Linked DNA regions of Mus musculus: regions 2 and 3 are each linked to region 1. A link is a contact called in public Hi-C and HiChIP or PLAC-seq data. All regions are on one chromosome and are shown on one strand. Each heading gives the region's core, a stretch centred on a gene start, on an enhancer-like site or on the middle of the called end of the contact. The rest is flanking DNA. Distances are from core to core; before and after follow the strand shown.

What was found. Hi-C and Micro-C count contacts between places; a contact is called where the count stands out from the background. HiChIP or PLAC-seq counts read pairs in DNA pulled down with a chosen protein or histone mark.
Region 2: a contact with region 1 is called in a Hi-C map of neural progenitor cells, with 4 times the contacts expected there. The contact joins the promoter of Ninl here to the enhancer-like site in region 1. A contact is called at or near these places in 1 of 39 promoter capture datasets (embryonic stem cells), 6 of 15 datasets of contacts at CTCF or cohesin (embryonic stem cells, large pre-B cells, liver and 2 more), 106 of 484 Hi-C or Micro-C datasets (the 63-12 cell line, the AML12 cell line, B cells and 56 more), 17 of 115 datasets of contacts at active chromatin or transcription factors (the HPC-7 cell line, Th17 cells, astrocytes and 7 more) and 4 of 9 other capture datasets (adipose tissue, embryonic stem cells, liver and 1 more).
Region 3: an H3K4me3 HiChIP or PLAC-seq map of stem cell-derived neural progenitor cells shows a contact between it and region 1, with 28 read pairs. The contact joins the promoter of Apmap here to the enhancer-like site in region 1. A contact is called at or near these places in 14 of 39 promoter capture datasets (the 3T3-L1 cell line, the C10 cell line, the HPC-7 cell line and 9 more), 1 of 15 datasets of contacts at CTCF or cohesin (large pre-B cells), 33 of 484 Hi-C or Micro-C datasets (the AML12 cell line, B cells, the Ba/F3 cell line and 27 more), 10 of 115 datasets of contacts at active chromatin or transcription factors (astrocytes, a beta-TC-6 cell line, bone marrow-derived macrophages and 5 more) and 5 of 9 other capture datasets (adipose tissue, embryonic stem cells, liver and 2 more).

The regions. Positions count from the first base shown.
Region 1 is chr2:150,805,720-150,810,780 of GRCm38.p6, forward strand. Pygb (brain glycogen phosphorylase) reads left to right here. Exons shown (of 20, transcript NM_153781.1): 3 at 474-552; 4 at 3,078-3,181. Among named protein-coding and RNA genes, the nearest start is that of Pygb, 21 kb to the left of the region's middle. Within about 2 kb of position 2,957, at least 29 of the 459 cell types and tissues checked have an H3K27ac peak or open chromatin away from gene starts, as enhancers often do. A contact at or near this core is called in adipose tissue, astrocytes, neural progenitor cells and 3 more, where this site is marked.
Region 2 is chr2:151,007,274-151,012,334 of GRCm38.p6, forward strand. Ninl (ninein-like) reads right to left here and starts at 2,125. Exons shown (of 24, transcript NM_207204.2): 1 at 1,958-2,125.
Region 3 is chr2:150,605,607-150,610,667 of GRCm38.p6, forward strand. Apmap (adipocyte plasma membrane associated protein) reads right to left here and starts at 2,961. Exons shown (of 9, transcript NM_027977.3): 1 at 2,782-2,961. The coding sequence starts at 2,873.

The DNA of each region.
Region 1 (5,061 bases), core at 1,707-4,206:
CACAAATCTTCAAAAGAAGGAAAGTATATTGGTGTATACCTAGGTACATTGGATTTCATCAAAATCATAATTAGCAGCTTGTCGAATTTGCTTACTTGCTTACTGTAAGCTGGCTGGTAGCCTGGCGTTATGACGTATTTATAACCATTGAGCTCTTCTTTGTTCTTTAAGGATCTTACTGTATATGTAACCCCAGCCAGTCTTGGACTGGGAACCCTCCTGCTTTAGCCTCCTGAGTGCTGGGATTACAGAAAGGGTCACCATACCACATGAGATACATCTAATTTTGAATGGTTACCATTAGTAGGTTTTGAAATACCTGAGAACTTTCACTTCTGTGCATTGATGAATATTAAATTGTACTGTTGAATTTTCAGTCTGAAAGAAATCAGACTCAAGACTTAAATGCTTTCAGCTTGTTGGAGGAGCTGTAGTAAATAATACTGAAACGTCACCTCTGCTTTGGTTTGCAGTTGGGGTTGGACTTGGAAGAGCTAGAGGAGATAGAGGAGGATGCTGGTCTTGGGAATGGCGGCCTGGGGCGCCTGGCAGGTAAGCTGCTCTGCATCCTGTTGACTTGGTGGGAGATCACAGGAAAAGGCCAGTGTCACATGTGCTTCTGACACCCACCTATCTCTCTCAGAGATATGGCCTCCCTCAGACACGTGGGCAAACGTGTTTGTGTCAAAATCTTTGTCATCATTAGAGAGAGAGAGAGAAAAAAAAAGGAAAATGTACATTTTCTTCCAGCCATGTTTGTCAGCTTTGGGTCAGTGGTGCCAAGAAGGTTCCCATGGCTCCCCCACCCATCCCCCTAACACTTAGGATTCAAAAGCCAGTGCTTTGGTAGTAGTGCCCATGCCCAGTGAGGCTATTGCTCCCAGCCAGTAAGCTGATGGCTTTTGTTAGAATAGGGCCAAACATTGGGCCATGTTGCTTTGTGTGGCTATCACATTTGAGAGCATGCCCAAGTGACATTTACTTCTTTGAATATTTTACAGACTTTTAGGGGCTGTACAAGCTAGGTTAAAAACAAACAAACAAACAAACAAACAAACAAACAAAAATCCATAGAAGCTGAAATAGCAATCTGGCTTCGTGGTGGGGTGAGGGAGAGTGAGTGTTCAGTATCCTTTCTGGAAGTTGCTATTTTATAAACTGAGACATGCTTTAAAATGTACGCGTGTGTTTTTTCACGTGTTAACTAAATTCTTTGAGATTTCTACAGCATCATGTTTCTTTCAGATAAAACTTTACTTGAATCTACATAAAGAAATGACTTGGCAGCCAGGCCTAGTGGTGAAGTCTCAGCACTGGGGGAGGGAAATCTCTGAGTTTGAGGCCAGCCTGGTGTAAAAAGGGAGTCCGGGACAGCCAGGGCTGGTTACACTGAGAAACCCTGACTTGAAAAATCAAAGAAAAAAGAAATGACTTGTCCTGCCTACCTCACCCTGCTTCGGGTCTGGCCAGGCTTGGTGTCTTGGACTCACTCTTCAGCTACTCTTCGCCCAACCCTCCATGACATGTGGCCGTCACTATCCTGCCTTGTGCTTACTCTGTTGACTCGGAGCCTGTGTTCCTTCCTGAGTGTTCTTTAATAAGCTTTGCAACAGCCTGGTGAGCCCACCGCTGATCTCGGGGTGGCCCGCCTCTGACTTGGTGCCCGCCACGGTGTTTTCATGTTCCTTGATGCCAGGTACCTTTCCTTGTCACCTGCCCTGCATGGCCTGGACCCAGATGCCCTCCTCCCTGCCAGCCTCTTCTCTGGCCTGGTGTGGGTTCAGGATGGCTTGATTGGTCGGTATCTTTCCCAGAAGAACGAGTCCAGCACAGGCGTCCAGGCCTCTCATTCCTCTCCCTTGCTGGTGTTTGCATTTGGTGACTCAGACATGTATTTTACCTGCTAGTGTTCCCCGTGGCACCCTCCGTACTATGCCCCTGGTTTCTTTCTCCTTCCTTTTTTCCGGTTGTCCACTTTGAGAAAAGATCTTACTGTGTGGTGCTGGCTAGCCTGGAACTCACTATGTAGACTAGGCTGGCCTCAAATCCACCAAGATCCACCTTTCTGTGCCCCTGGGATTAAAGGCGTGTAACCATCATTCCCAGCCCAAGTCAGAAATTTTAACACAGCTTCTTTCTGCATTTTTATTCAAAACACTTGCAATTTTCTTTCTTTCTCAGGAAGTTTTTTTTTTTAAACTGATTTTTCTAAGACTTATTTATTTATTTAAGTACACTGTCACTGTCTTCACACACACCAGAAGAGGGCATCAGATTCCACATTACAGATGGCTGTGAGCCACCATGTGGTTCTTGGGAATTGAACTCAGGACCTCTGGATGGGCAGACAGTGTTCTTAAACCACTGAGCCATCTCTCCAGCCTAAAACTGATTTTTCAAGAAAAATAATTTTGTGAATATGGGTGTTCTATCAGCATCACATGTATACATGTGCACTGCATGCATGTCTGGTGCCTGCAGAGGTCAGAAGAGGGAGGGCATCAGCTTCCCTGGAAGTGGAATTAAGGACAGTTGTAAGCCATCTTGTGGGTGATGGGAAGTCAACCTGGGTTCTCTGTAAGAACAGCCAGTGCTCTCAACCACTGAACCCTGAAGCACCCCTCCAGCCTCCCTCAAGAGGTTTCGATCGGAACAAAACAAGAGCTCCATTTGCTGACATGCTGCTCCCGCTAATGTTGCAGACCGTAGTGGGGCTGTGGAGTGTGGGTGTTTAGTATTCAGAGCCATGAAGTGCACGCCATTGGCCTGGTTTCTGTGGCTTATTCCCACGAATAGAGGCTCAGATGAGTCCCTGCTGTCAGAGCTGTAGATGGAGGGTGCACATTTCAGAGCAAGTTGGCAAAGAAAGGACTTGACCATGATCTCTGGGAGTCCTCACTCTTACCCTGCTCTTGGGTAAGGAGGACTCCAGTGTGCCCTTTTGTGAAACTCGAGGTTGCTATGGTTATCCCTGGCTCCCTCCCTGCCAACTCCCTGGCCAAATCCCAGTGGAACCTTGCTGTCTACCAGTCAAGTCTGTTAATGGGTTGCGATTTGTCATTTGATTTTTTTTTCAGCCTGCTTCCTTGATTCAATGGCCACCCTGGGTCTGGCTGCATACGGCTATGGAATCCGATATGAATTTGGGATTTTCAACCAAAAGATTGTCAATGGCTGGCAGGTGGGTGACTTTAGGTTTGACCGTTGTTTTCCAGTCCTCGTTCATACTTGGAAGGGAGTGAACTCTTGGAGTGAACTCATCTGAGTGTGCTCTGTACTCATGGAGAGAGCTGGCTAGTTCTCAGCACAGGGCAGCAGGAAGCAGTCAGCTCTGGAGAGGCTGGTCCTGTGTGGGTCCTTGGCAAATAGCTTCTACGTAGTGACAGGGAAATCATGTGGGGAGATACACGGGTTCATTTGAGCTTCTGGAGACCCCAGAGGGGGCCACCAACAGTGGTAGGCAGGGCACCACAAACCATGTGCTGGTGTCCAGGGGTGGATTGTACATGGGGTAAGGATATTGCTGTTGGGGTTCATCCTCTGGGACAATTGGATAACTAGAAAAGCAAAGGTGGGTATGGTGACTCATGCCTGTAACTCTGGCCCTCCCAAGAGGCCAGAGGCAGGGGGATTGCCACAGGTTTTGAGGATAGTCTGGTTTACTTTTTGAGTCCTAAGCCAGCTAGGTCTACATAGGAAGACCCTGTCCCAAAACAATAGCCTTGACTAGACTAGGACAAAAGCAATTGTTATCCCTTTAGTGCCCACCCTCTGCCTTCAGCACCACTGAGGCAGCGATTATAGCAACAAGTGCAGGCATGGCTGTGCAGGGCTGCGGGCTGCGGGCTGCAGAGCTCTCTGCTGGGAGGACTGAGGATCCTGGCCTAAGAGTGGCCCTGCTGCTGCCTGTGTTTGGGAAGGTGCTGCTTCTGTAGCTGTCTTTGGGATTATTCCATAGGACACACCAGCCGTGGTACTGAAAAGTTTCAGTGATAGACCAGGGACTGCTGCCATAGTATCAAAAGGCAGGATTGATCACCATGTACGGAGGCGTCCTGTTGGGACTAAAGAGATAGATGGATAGCGACTGGATCTGTGTCACTTTCCTGCACACCCTAGATAGAGATTCCTTATTTCTGTGAAAGAACCATTTAAAAAAACAATTCCATCAGGGAGGTTGCAGCTCATTGGTCGAGCACTTGCCTGCCACGCACAAGGCGCAATCCCTTGCACTTTATCAGGTGGAAATGGTGGCTGACTCTTGAAATTCCAAAACCTGAAAGGAGGAGACAGAAAGATCAAGAGTTCAAGGTCACCCTCAGCTACAGATTGAGTTCGAGGTCAGCCTGAGCTATATGAGACTCTCAAAGAAAAATAAAGTAAAACAAACAAACAAACAAACAAACAAACCCTTCAGAGTAACATGTTGGGACTGTTTGTTTAGTTCTGAGGAAAACCCACCTGTGTCACTCAGACATTGAGATCGCTGGTGGGAGTGGGTATTGCATAGTCACTGATCAGGGTCTGGGGAAATGGCTGATTTGAGTATGGCTTGTCTAGACGGCAGCATCCTCTAGAGAGATGTGTTCTCTGCCTTCCCGTGGGATACCTCCCAGGACAGTCCCCGGAGACTTTAGGGCTTGCTTTTTTTTTCAGACAAGGCCTCATATAGCTCAAGCTGGCCTCTAACTCGCTAGAATCTGAGCTCACTTTGAATTTCTCATTTTCCTGTCTCTACTTCCAAGTACAATAATTACAGGAATGTTCCACCATGCCTAACTCTGCACCGTGGGATTGTGAGCTCCATTTTCCCCATTTTCTACTGTGGGGTGTGTGTGTGTGCGCACATGTGGACGCACTATGAATATGTGTATTTATGGTTTTTGACATTGTGTAGGTACAAATTCATTTGTGTGTGTGCATACAAGTAATCTATCCTGGCCATCCATGCTTTTTGTGGATTCTGGGGATCTGAACTCCAGTCCCCGTGCTTGCTCTTCAAGTGTTTAACTGTGGCTGCCTCCCCAACCCCGCTTCCACCTTAATAGCAGCCCTGTGGAG
Region 2 (5,061 bases), core at 875-3,374, 200 kb after region 1:
ACATAAAATGAGTTCAAGAAAAGCCCATTTTCTATTAGCTTATATTAGTTTTTAAAAGGTAAATCCTAACTTTTTCTTTATAGAGTGTTCTTTTTTTCTAAGTCAGTATTGTTACATCTTATCTGAAGTTCCAGTTTTTGGAGAAAGCTTACTACTTTCTCACACTGAAAAAAAGACGCAGTATCCTCCGATTCTTACCGAATCTCCATTTTATGTAACAGAGTTCCTACTTTTCTTTACCTTATGAAGACGGGTGTTGCTAATGATGGGGATACACACTATGAAGTGTCATTCAGCAATTCCGTTACTGCACTCATATCACCATGTGCGCATATACTAACCTAGAAAGAGTTTATCACCTGAGTGGCCTCGCAACACAGTTAACAAGCTCCATATACGTGAGATGCGTGAGGTTGCTGCTGGCATAGCAGAGCATATTGCCTTACAGCAAGCAATCTAAATAGCAACACTAAGACCCTGGCCGAAGCATAGTCTTCTACATAAACAAGTAAGAGACGCTTCTCCTTCTTATTGTTACTGGGCTGGGGATGTGCTTCAGCAGGAGGCTGGCATATCTGAGACCATGGGCTCCATTCTCAGAAACCCCAAGAGTAAATACCATGCACTACACCTAACGGGATGCAATAACTCTTATAAAGCTAGATTAGACTGTTGACATCAGAGATTCATTACAAGGTTACAGGGATGACACCCCTAATGGGAATTTTTCAGTTCCTATTAGGACCACCTTCACATATGTGGTTTGTCTTCCATCAAAACATTAGTGTCTGGCAACTGACTACAGACTAGTTTGATCTGTAGTCGTCTAAGCCACTAACAGATAACATAAAATGAACAGTAGAGGCAAGCTGGCTGCTGCCCTAACTGCCCTAACTCCACAGGCACGTTCCTTCTCATTCGCGCCTGTTCTTGCACACAGTAGTTCATAAACTGACCAACCTTCTTCCCTCTTTTTCTTTTCTCCCACACACCCCTGCTTTAAAAGCAGTAAATCCATAGTCAAGAACCTGGAAATCTCAGGCAAACACCATCTTCACGGTCCCTCTCTGCTACCTGCCTTGCGCATCAAGTGAACTTCTGCAAGGGCCATTTCTGGACCTCCTTCCTGGTTCTAAAAGTCGGCTAAATGTTGTAGAGGAGAGAGAAGGCATCACTCTTTTCTTCCACCCCCATATAACGAGCTACAGAGAGCGCCTGACAATTTAGGTATTTAAGAAACTTTAAGTTGGTCTCCCATCGTGCAATTTGTTGCCTGAGACAGCTAGAGCCCAAACACCAGGTCACTGCTTCTCAATTACCGATGGACCAGCCTCGCAAGTGCACAACAAAGTAGCAGAATGGTGCGCAGGCAGGGACGACCTTGACACAGAAGCAACAGGCTTCTCCGCCCCAGAGAGAGGTGTCCCAGTTTTCAACAACTAAGTGCAAACTGATAATACAACCAGAGATCGCAAGGACGACTTCACCAGTCACAGGAGGGACCGACGCGCGGCAACAACGCCAATAGGTGCTCTCAATCAAGCATGGTCCCTGGCTTTCCCAGGGGCACTGAGAAGGGGGCTCAGACACAGGCTGGGGTCGCCTCCCGATCCGGTTCCCCTCGTCAAAAGAGGACGAAGGCGGGAAGCACGGCGGGCCCAGGCATCCCGCTCTCTGAGTACGTCAAAATTTGGGGCGGCAGCTGCACCCCACTAGCACGCTGAGTTCGGTGCGGACCACCGTTCCCGGTCCGAGTGCGCCGCAGAGCAGTGAGACTCTGGTGTGGCTTTCTGAGCGCGCGCCTGCATCGCAAGCATCGGCTCCGCTGTGTACCGGCCGCTGCACGAGGATGCGGATCCCTTCGGCCCGGCTCGGCCCTCCTCGGCCCAGCTCGGCCCCCCTCGGCTCCGCTCGGCTCGGCTCCCCTCCCCTCAGCCCTCTCCCACGCCCTACTCACCTGGGGAGTGGGAGGCTCGGCTCTCTGAACGCTGAGTTCAGGATGCGGGCTCCGGCAGCCCGGTGCAAAGCGAGCCGGGTAGGACACCCCAGCGCGCGTCCCTCGGCCGCTCTTTGTGTCTGCCGGCCGCGCTCCCCTGGGCTCCCAAGGCCTCTGGGCGCCGCCCCCTCGTTCTCGCGGGGCCTCCCCAGGGAAGGGGCGGGGCTCCTTGGGGGCGGGGCTTGGACGGGCGGGGCGAGGAGGCAGGCGGAGCTGGGCCAGGGGCCTAGCTGGTATGGAAGAGGAGGATGCAGGATGACTTCAAGGCTCTGGGAGACAGGGTGTTAAAAACAAACAAACAAACAAAAAACTAACAACAACTAAACTAAAAAATAAGAGACTCAAGTACTTTCAAGTGGAAGAATTCCACAGAGTGGTAGGCAGCCAGGAACCAGTAAAAAGCCCATACTGTACTCTGATGAACCATATACTTGGGCTGTATCCCTTTTCATGTGTCATAACTTGCCCCAACCAGTGATGGACATGACATGCCTACACCCTGTGGCAGAGGTGTAGCTGTGGGGCATATAACCAGGGCCCTGCTTCCCTCTAGATTATAACCTGAGGTTCCCAAAGTGTGGTATGCCATAGTCGCCACTGTGCAGAGTGTATTTTATCAGGACCAGGGAGATGGCTCAGTTTGTAAAAGCACTTGCCTTGCTAGCCTGATGACCTAAATTCAATCCCAGAACACATGTAAAGGTGATAGGAGGTGCTGGAGAAATGGCTCAGCAGTGAAGAACACTGGCTGTTCTTCCTGAGGACCCATGTTCAATTCTGAGCACCCACAGGGCAGCTCACAATTATCTGTAACTCTAGTTCCAAGGGATCCAGTGTTGACTTCTCCTCAGACACCAAGAGTGCATGTGTTGCATAGATATACATAGAGGCAAAGCACCCATACATATAATTAAAAAAAAAAAACCTTAGAAAAATCAACTCCACAGAGCTTTCCTCTGACTACACACACACACACACACACACACACACACACACACACACACACTGAGACACATGCCGTTCTGAACACAGACATATAAGCATCATGCACACACACATTCACACAATAAGTTTTAGAAATATTTTTAAAGACTATATATTCTCTAAATCTCCTTATACTCTGGGTTTTCCATGTACTGTTAGAGAATGAACTTAGAGTTAGATGATGAGATTCACAGGGCCATTCACTGGATGTTGGACTTTGTGCCACCCAGTTACACAATCTGGGAGATCTTCACTTTGTTCATCTGTGAAATGGAGATGTGAAAGACACTTTTTGCAGGGACATGAACTAATTGATCCAGCCAAACCAGCAACCCAAATTAGCCATCACAGCAGTGGCTCCTAGCCAGAGAGGAGCGGGGCGGGGCATGTTACTCCATCCCCCCCCCCCCCCCGACCTATAGCAAATAGCTGAGGTAAGAATAAAGAAGGGGGAATAGGGTTTCTATGGACTTGGAGTTTTAGAGATTTCAACCCAGGGTCAATTTATCTTTGTTGCTTCTGAGCTTGTGGCAAGTCACCACATCAGAGCTGGAATGAGAGTCAGAGACAGAGAGAGAGACAGGGGCTGCCAGATTCCCTTTAGGGACACCTCCTCAATGACTAGAAGACCTGATTATAGATTCCAGTCCACACCTCCCAACAGCATCACATTCTGGTGGGTCTTCTTTTTGTGAACGTTTCATTTGTTTGACTTTTAAAGGTTACACACTAACGCACTAATTTCGTTAGTGACACAGGGGTGGTGGTGGAGGAGTGCATGCACTTCATGGAGTGTACCCTTGTACAGCAAGTGCTTTTATCAGCTAAACTGGCTCCCAGGCTCCAGAAGATTGTATGTTTTTAAACGTAATTACTTCCCATCCCCCTCCCCCCAAAAAACCATAAATGGTAGAACACTGTCTCCACCCCATCACTAAAGGAATGGCATTTGGATCAGGTTTCTGAGACTACCTGGTTTCCCAAATAAAGAAAGTTACCTTTCCAGATAGAGATATACATTCTAAATATTCCCAGCAAGGCATTTTGAAGGGCAGATTACACTTGCCTTCCCAACAAGAAAAGCTGCATTGTCATAGGAGGAAATACGACCCTCTTTCATTTGTGGATATAATGTATCATTTTAAAACCAAGGATCTGGGAAAACAAGGTTTCTGATCTAGAGTCTGTGGGTTTAGCAGCCCAAGCCAGTATCTTATCTATTCTCAGCAGCACAGCAAATGCTGAGCAACTTGTTGGCTCACCACCCCAGCCTGACTTACAATTCTTTCAAAAATTATCCACTGTGCCATGGCCACATCTCTCTTTACATTTTATATTGTTACTCAGTAAAACCATTGAACTAATATTGCTTTTTTCTCTTCTATTTGTTTGTTTGTTCTGGTGCCAAACAGGAAGGTACAGCCTTCAGTTTGCTACGCATGTGTTCTACCACTGATACACATTTCCAGTCTTAACATTATATTCTCAAGATATGATGAAATGAGAAGCACTAATAAAATGTCTTTTTGCTCCGTGGATATAACTTCTTTGATTCTTTGTATTTTGTCTTCTTGTTCCTGACTGAAATAGAAGAGGAAATGGTAGCACCTCCACAGATGTTTCATGATATTCTTGAGCAAGCAGCCCTTTTTAAAAAATCTAATTTTGATTTGCATTTCTCCAATGACAAAGGATGTTGAACATTTCTTCAAGTGTTTCTCAGCCACTCGAGATTCCTCAGTTGAGAATTCTCTATTTAGCTCTGTACTCCACTTTTTAATAGGGTTATTTGGTTCTCTGGAGTCTGCCGTCTTGAGTTCTTTGTATATTTTGGATATTAGCCCTCTATCAGATGTAGGGTTGGTAAATATCTTTTCCAAATCTATGGGTTGCCATTTTTTTCTATTGATAGTGCCCCTTGCTTGACAGAAGCTTTTTCAATTTTATGAGGTCCCATTTGTCAATTCTTGATCTTAGAGCATAAGCCATTGGTGTTCTGTTCAGGAACTTTTCCCCTGTGCCTATGTGTTCAAGGCTTTTCCCCCACTTTCTCTTCTATTAGATTCGGTTTATATGGTTTT
Region 3 (5,061 bases), core at 1,711-4,210, 200 kb before region 1:
AACAAAAAGACCCATTTGAAGACACACGTAGACAGTGCTGAGATGTAAACACTATAATCCTAACTCTCTTATCTCCATCTTAGATTGGAAAATTTGAAAATTGAACTTAGACCTCCAGAAACTCACTAAACACTGTTGTTAAATCTCAGTGCATCTTTCACTCCTGAACACTTACATATACTTAAAAACTAAAGCAAACTTTCTAAACAGAAGGGTGTTTCAAAAGACAGTCTCACAGTGTAAGGATTGCTCTTTCAATAAAGTTCCTGAAGTATTTGAGAAACCCCTGTCAAACAGTGACTCTAACAGGCGGTGGCATGTTAAAATGCCCCACTCGTCTGTGCTCCACACTGACTACAAGGATTCAACAATCAAATCTGCTGTGTAGCTCACTCTGAAGCTTTAACCCCAAGACTCACTCTCACAGCACAATTCTGAAAGATGCTTCTGAATGACAGTCCAGCAGCCAGGTCTGTCCTTCACTCACTCTCACCTCATCCTCCAAGTCTGTAACGTCATTCACTCTCAGAGACCTCAATAACCCTGTCAACGTGAATGTTGCTGTTCCTGCAAGTCAGGAAACTTTCCAAAGTATTGCAAAATGTTCCTTCCTCTATTAAAATCTGTTTTTCTTCTTTTATTCTGATAATCAATCCATTCTGAGGTGTGTCTAAGATTTTTGATACTGCAACCTCCTGTTATCATCTACAAAATTCACACTCTACTGTGCAACAATATTTAGGAAGGAAGGGAGGGAGGGAGAGAGAGAGAAAGAGAGAGAGAAATCTAGTAATGTTTTAAGTCAGTTTAAGATTTTGTGTTAGGTTTGCAAGTTTTAGCAAGTCTAAAATTTATTCTAACATTGTTTGTTTATACTTTTTTCAGATTCCATGCTTTCTTTTTCTTTAATTTTCTACACTGAAAATCAAGTCCAGGACCTTGGATGTATTAGGTAAATGTCCAACCTCTGAACTCCCAACTTTCAGATTTCTTCACAAAACTTTCCTGATTCATATTCAATCCTCTACCCTCACAGTAGTCAAGAAGATAGTTGGACAAACTATTAGAGATGACTACAAGAAAAAAAATACAGGAGAACTGCTGAAAACGACAAACAGGAATGTTATCACTGTAAGTATAGAAAGGTGGCTATAACTCACTTTAAAAGCAGCCATTTCACCGGGCGGTGGTGGTGCATGCCTTTAGTCCCAGCACTTGGGAGGCAGAGGCAGGCGAATTTCTGAGTTCGAGGCCAGCCTGGTCTACAAAGTGAGTTCCAGGACAGCCAGGGCTATACAGGGAAACCCTGTCTCAAAAAACAAAAAACAAACAAACAAACAAACAAAAAAACCCAACCATTACAGATCACTAAAGATAAAATAACAAACATGTTGACAAACAGCAAATATGTTTACAAATGGCAAAGTCAAAACAGTGTAAGCACAAATGTAAGACATTGGAAAAGATCAGATGGAAAGAGACAGTTTGGTGTCTAATTTGTAGTCATTAAGGAAGAAATCCAACAGAGAACCTTAAAAAAAAAAGATAAATATGCCCCTTTGCCTGTGGGTCACAAGTATCACAGAAGCTGTTCTAAATATCAGGCCAATCTATCAAGAGTCCCCGGGTACCCAGGCTTCAAAACACTTTTCTTCTCCAAGTGCCCAGATAGGGCTCTCCACAGCTCCACCCTTTCCTAGTTCTCCTAGTTCCTGCAGTTAGGTTTGGCCACTCCTTGCTTATCCATTAAAAGACTCACCAACCATTAGCAATTAATTAGCAATACCCACAACAAGCAGGGTGAGCAATTTGTCATAATCTACCCACATTTAGCAAGGTGAGTCCTAGTTAATGAGATCTCAAGGCTACCTAGGATGGCTGGTCTCCCTAATCAAGATCCATACTAGTTAGTACCTTCCTGTTCTTTTACAAACTCCTCTTTCCAAAGCCAAAACATGTTTGTATGTTTATCTTATTACCATTAGTCAAACCGATCATCAGAAGCAAAAACTGTCTCTCATCTAGTATGCACCACATCCCTTCATCACATTGCTGGTGACCAAAGAAATATTTCTAATATTTCTATCATATAAGTTAATTCCACAACTTTGAGGCTGATCTAGATATTCAAAGTACAAAATTCTGGTCACCAAGTTGAAAAGTCAATTTTAAATGTCTTCTAGTACGGTTTAAGGAGCATGCTTCATATGTGGGCTAATAGTGCATTTTGAAAGTCAGAAAGACTGGGGCCCAAAAAAAATTTTTCTTTTTAAGGATTTACTGTCAGTAACTACTGTCCCTATTACAAAAACCTGCAAGGCCGAATTCTCAGAAACACTGCCAACAATGTCAGTCGGTTCTCTACTCCACGCTGAGGAGTACAGACTGCGCGGCGTCAATAGATGCAGGAGGAGGACCTTCGCAGAAAGGAAACCCAGCATCTTTTCTGACTTCTCTTTAAGGAAAGTGAATAACAAGGAACGCGAAAGAATCGGCTGACGGCAGTGGTCAGGTGGCTGTCCCAGGAGTATCAGAGGTTCCAACAAGGACAAGTCGGGAAGATGCGTGCAACTAAAGAAAGGCAAAAGGCGTTGGCTCCAGCGGCTGGGTGGCAAGAAGGGACAGAAAAGGTCCACAGCAGCGTGAGGGAGGACAACCAGGTCCACGCAAGGCCTCGCCCCGCAGATTGTCCTGTCAGCCCGAACCCGGCTCCTGGGTCCAAGCCGGGATAATGAGGAGGGTTCTCTCCCGTGGGATGATCCCAGCCCAGGTCCTGCCTACCTGCCCTCCTTGACCTCCGGGACCTGGCCATCGTCCGTGACGACCTGCGGCCGCAGGGGCCGACGCTGCCGCAGCCCGTCCGCTTCGCTCATTCTGCCGCCTCTCCACTGACACCTCCAACAGCGCCTTGACACTCAGCAACGCGGGTTTCAGAACTACTCCCTGGCGCGAGGAAATGACGTAAACTTAGCGCCGGAGCTGCAATGCAGGCCCCGCCCCCTTTTGGAGATTGGCACAGCAGTAAGGCTCCACCCCCTGGCCCCAGCCTACAGCTGCAGGCAAATGGTGAGGGGGTCCCTCCCTCAGTGAGCCGAGTCTGGATAGTGAGGCTGTAGCGGGTCTTCCTCAAGTCCGAGTGCTGGGCGGTGAAGTCTGCAGTAACAAGCTTGCAAAGAGAAGATGCCACTGATTCTTAACGAAATGTGTTCAATGCAGTAATCCCCGCCTGAACTGTTATCTTTTCTGAAAAGATTCCGCTAAAGTTCAAAATGTGTCCTTTTGGTTAAGATCAGATTTTGACTGCTAGATCGTCAAGTGGTTATACAATAGACATTTGATAAATTTTCTAAAGGGAGTTACCTAAAGACAGGCCCAAGTAGAAAAGACTGCTAATAGCAAAACTTTAGGAATCATGAAGCAACCACCAGGTAGTGCTTCCACGGTATTACAGCGAGTCGGACATACTCCAGGAGGTGAAGTGAGCAGACTGCAGGCAAATCCCTCCTTTCTGGAACTAATGAGAGCCATGACTTCAATACATGTAAATTTTAATACAGTGGTGATTTTAAAGAGAGAAACTTGGTCTAGTGGAAGCATTTAGCCGGTGAAGGAATGTGGGGGTAGGATTGGAAGAGAAAGGGCGGACAGGAGAATTTCAGGCAGCAATAACCAAGTAGGGCATTGGGAAGGATCTCTAGGATATAGGTGCTGGATTTTGTACCTCACTTGGGATTTTACAGAAGCAAACATGCCATTATCTTTTCGGCACTAGATGGCGATAGAATGCCACCTCAATGTTCTTTTTCCTCTCGCTTGAGGGAAGTGGAGATTTCTTAACACAGTTCTGTAGGGATCTCAGGTTATATATAATCCAAGGCTTGGCAACATGGTACTTGATTCCATCATTGAAGACAGACATTATAAAGATAATATCGTGGGTAATTGTAACAACTGCTGTGTGGGTCTGGCGCCTACCTGGAGACCTGAATGGCTTCCCCTTCTGATTGCATGTCTCTGACTTTGTCATGTTACTCCTTGTTTCCTTGTGATACGTTTTTTTTTCTACCTCCACCTAAACCACTTTTATCATCCAGAATCCATCTCAAGAGTCATTGCTGAAAATCTCTCATTAACTCTCCAGAGTATCCCCGTCTGTGGGAGGCTCTGTGAACATTCCTGAGCTGTCACAAGTAGCCAGTTACATCCAGTGCCTGTTACATGGATTATGCGTATCCTATGCCCAGTGTGAAACACATGGGCCAAAACAACCCGGAACACACACACGAAGAATAAAAAAGAGTTGAATACACTGAACTTCCTACATAAAAGGAATTCACCAGACGACCTGTGAGCTCCTCAGTTATGGAAGACTGTTCATGAAATTCAGGGCTAAAGTTAGAAATGGTCTTGGAACGGATCGGTTAGAGTTTGTAAACTAGGAAAGTGTCTGGAAGAGCCAGTGGCCATATCTCTAAAACAAATAAGTCCACAGGGAATTGCTGGGAGATACACTCATGGCCTTATCTTGAAGCACATGAGTCTGAATAAGCTGGGGTTAGAATAGGCTGAGCTTCGATCATTTGTGTTATGCAATATGACTTAGGGGTTTTCTGTTTGCAAGTCACGGTAAAGTCCATTCTGCTTGTTGTATGTGGTCTTAGTGCTCTCTTGTCCCACATCACCCTCCAGCCCTGCAGCCAATCAGCATTACTGTCTCATTGTACCAACTGTTTGCACAAAGAGAAATGGGACTGCCATGCAAGGTTAGCTCAGGTTTCCCAACCTCAGCACTGATAACATTTGGGGCGAGATAATCCTTTGTTGTAGAGGTAAAGTGGCAGTTGTCATGAGTATAGGATATTTTGCACCACCCCTGGGGCCTTTACCCTTTAAATGTCAGTAGCACCCCACCTAGTTTAGTGCTAAAGTTAATCTGGAACACCAAAAATTTGTGAAAAATTTGGTCCTCAGCATGGGTGATACTGGAAGGTAATGGCATTTGTAAGGAGTTGGCCCTACTGGGACACTGGAGGCATGCCTTTGATGAGGGTATGGGAGTTA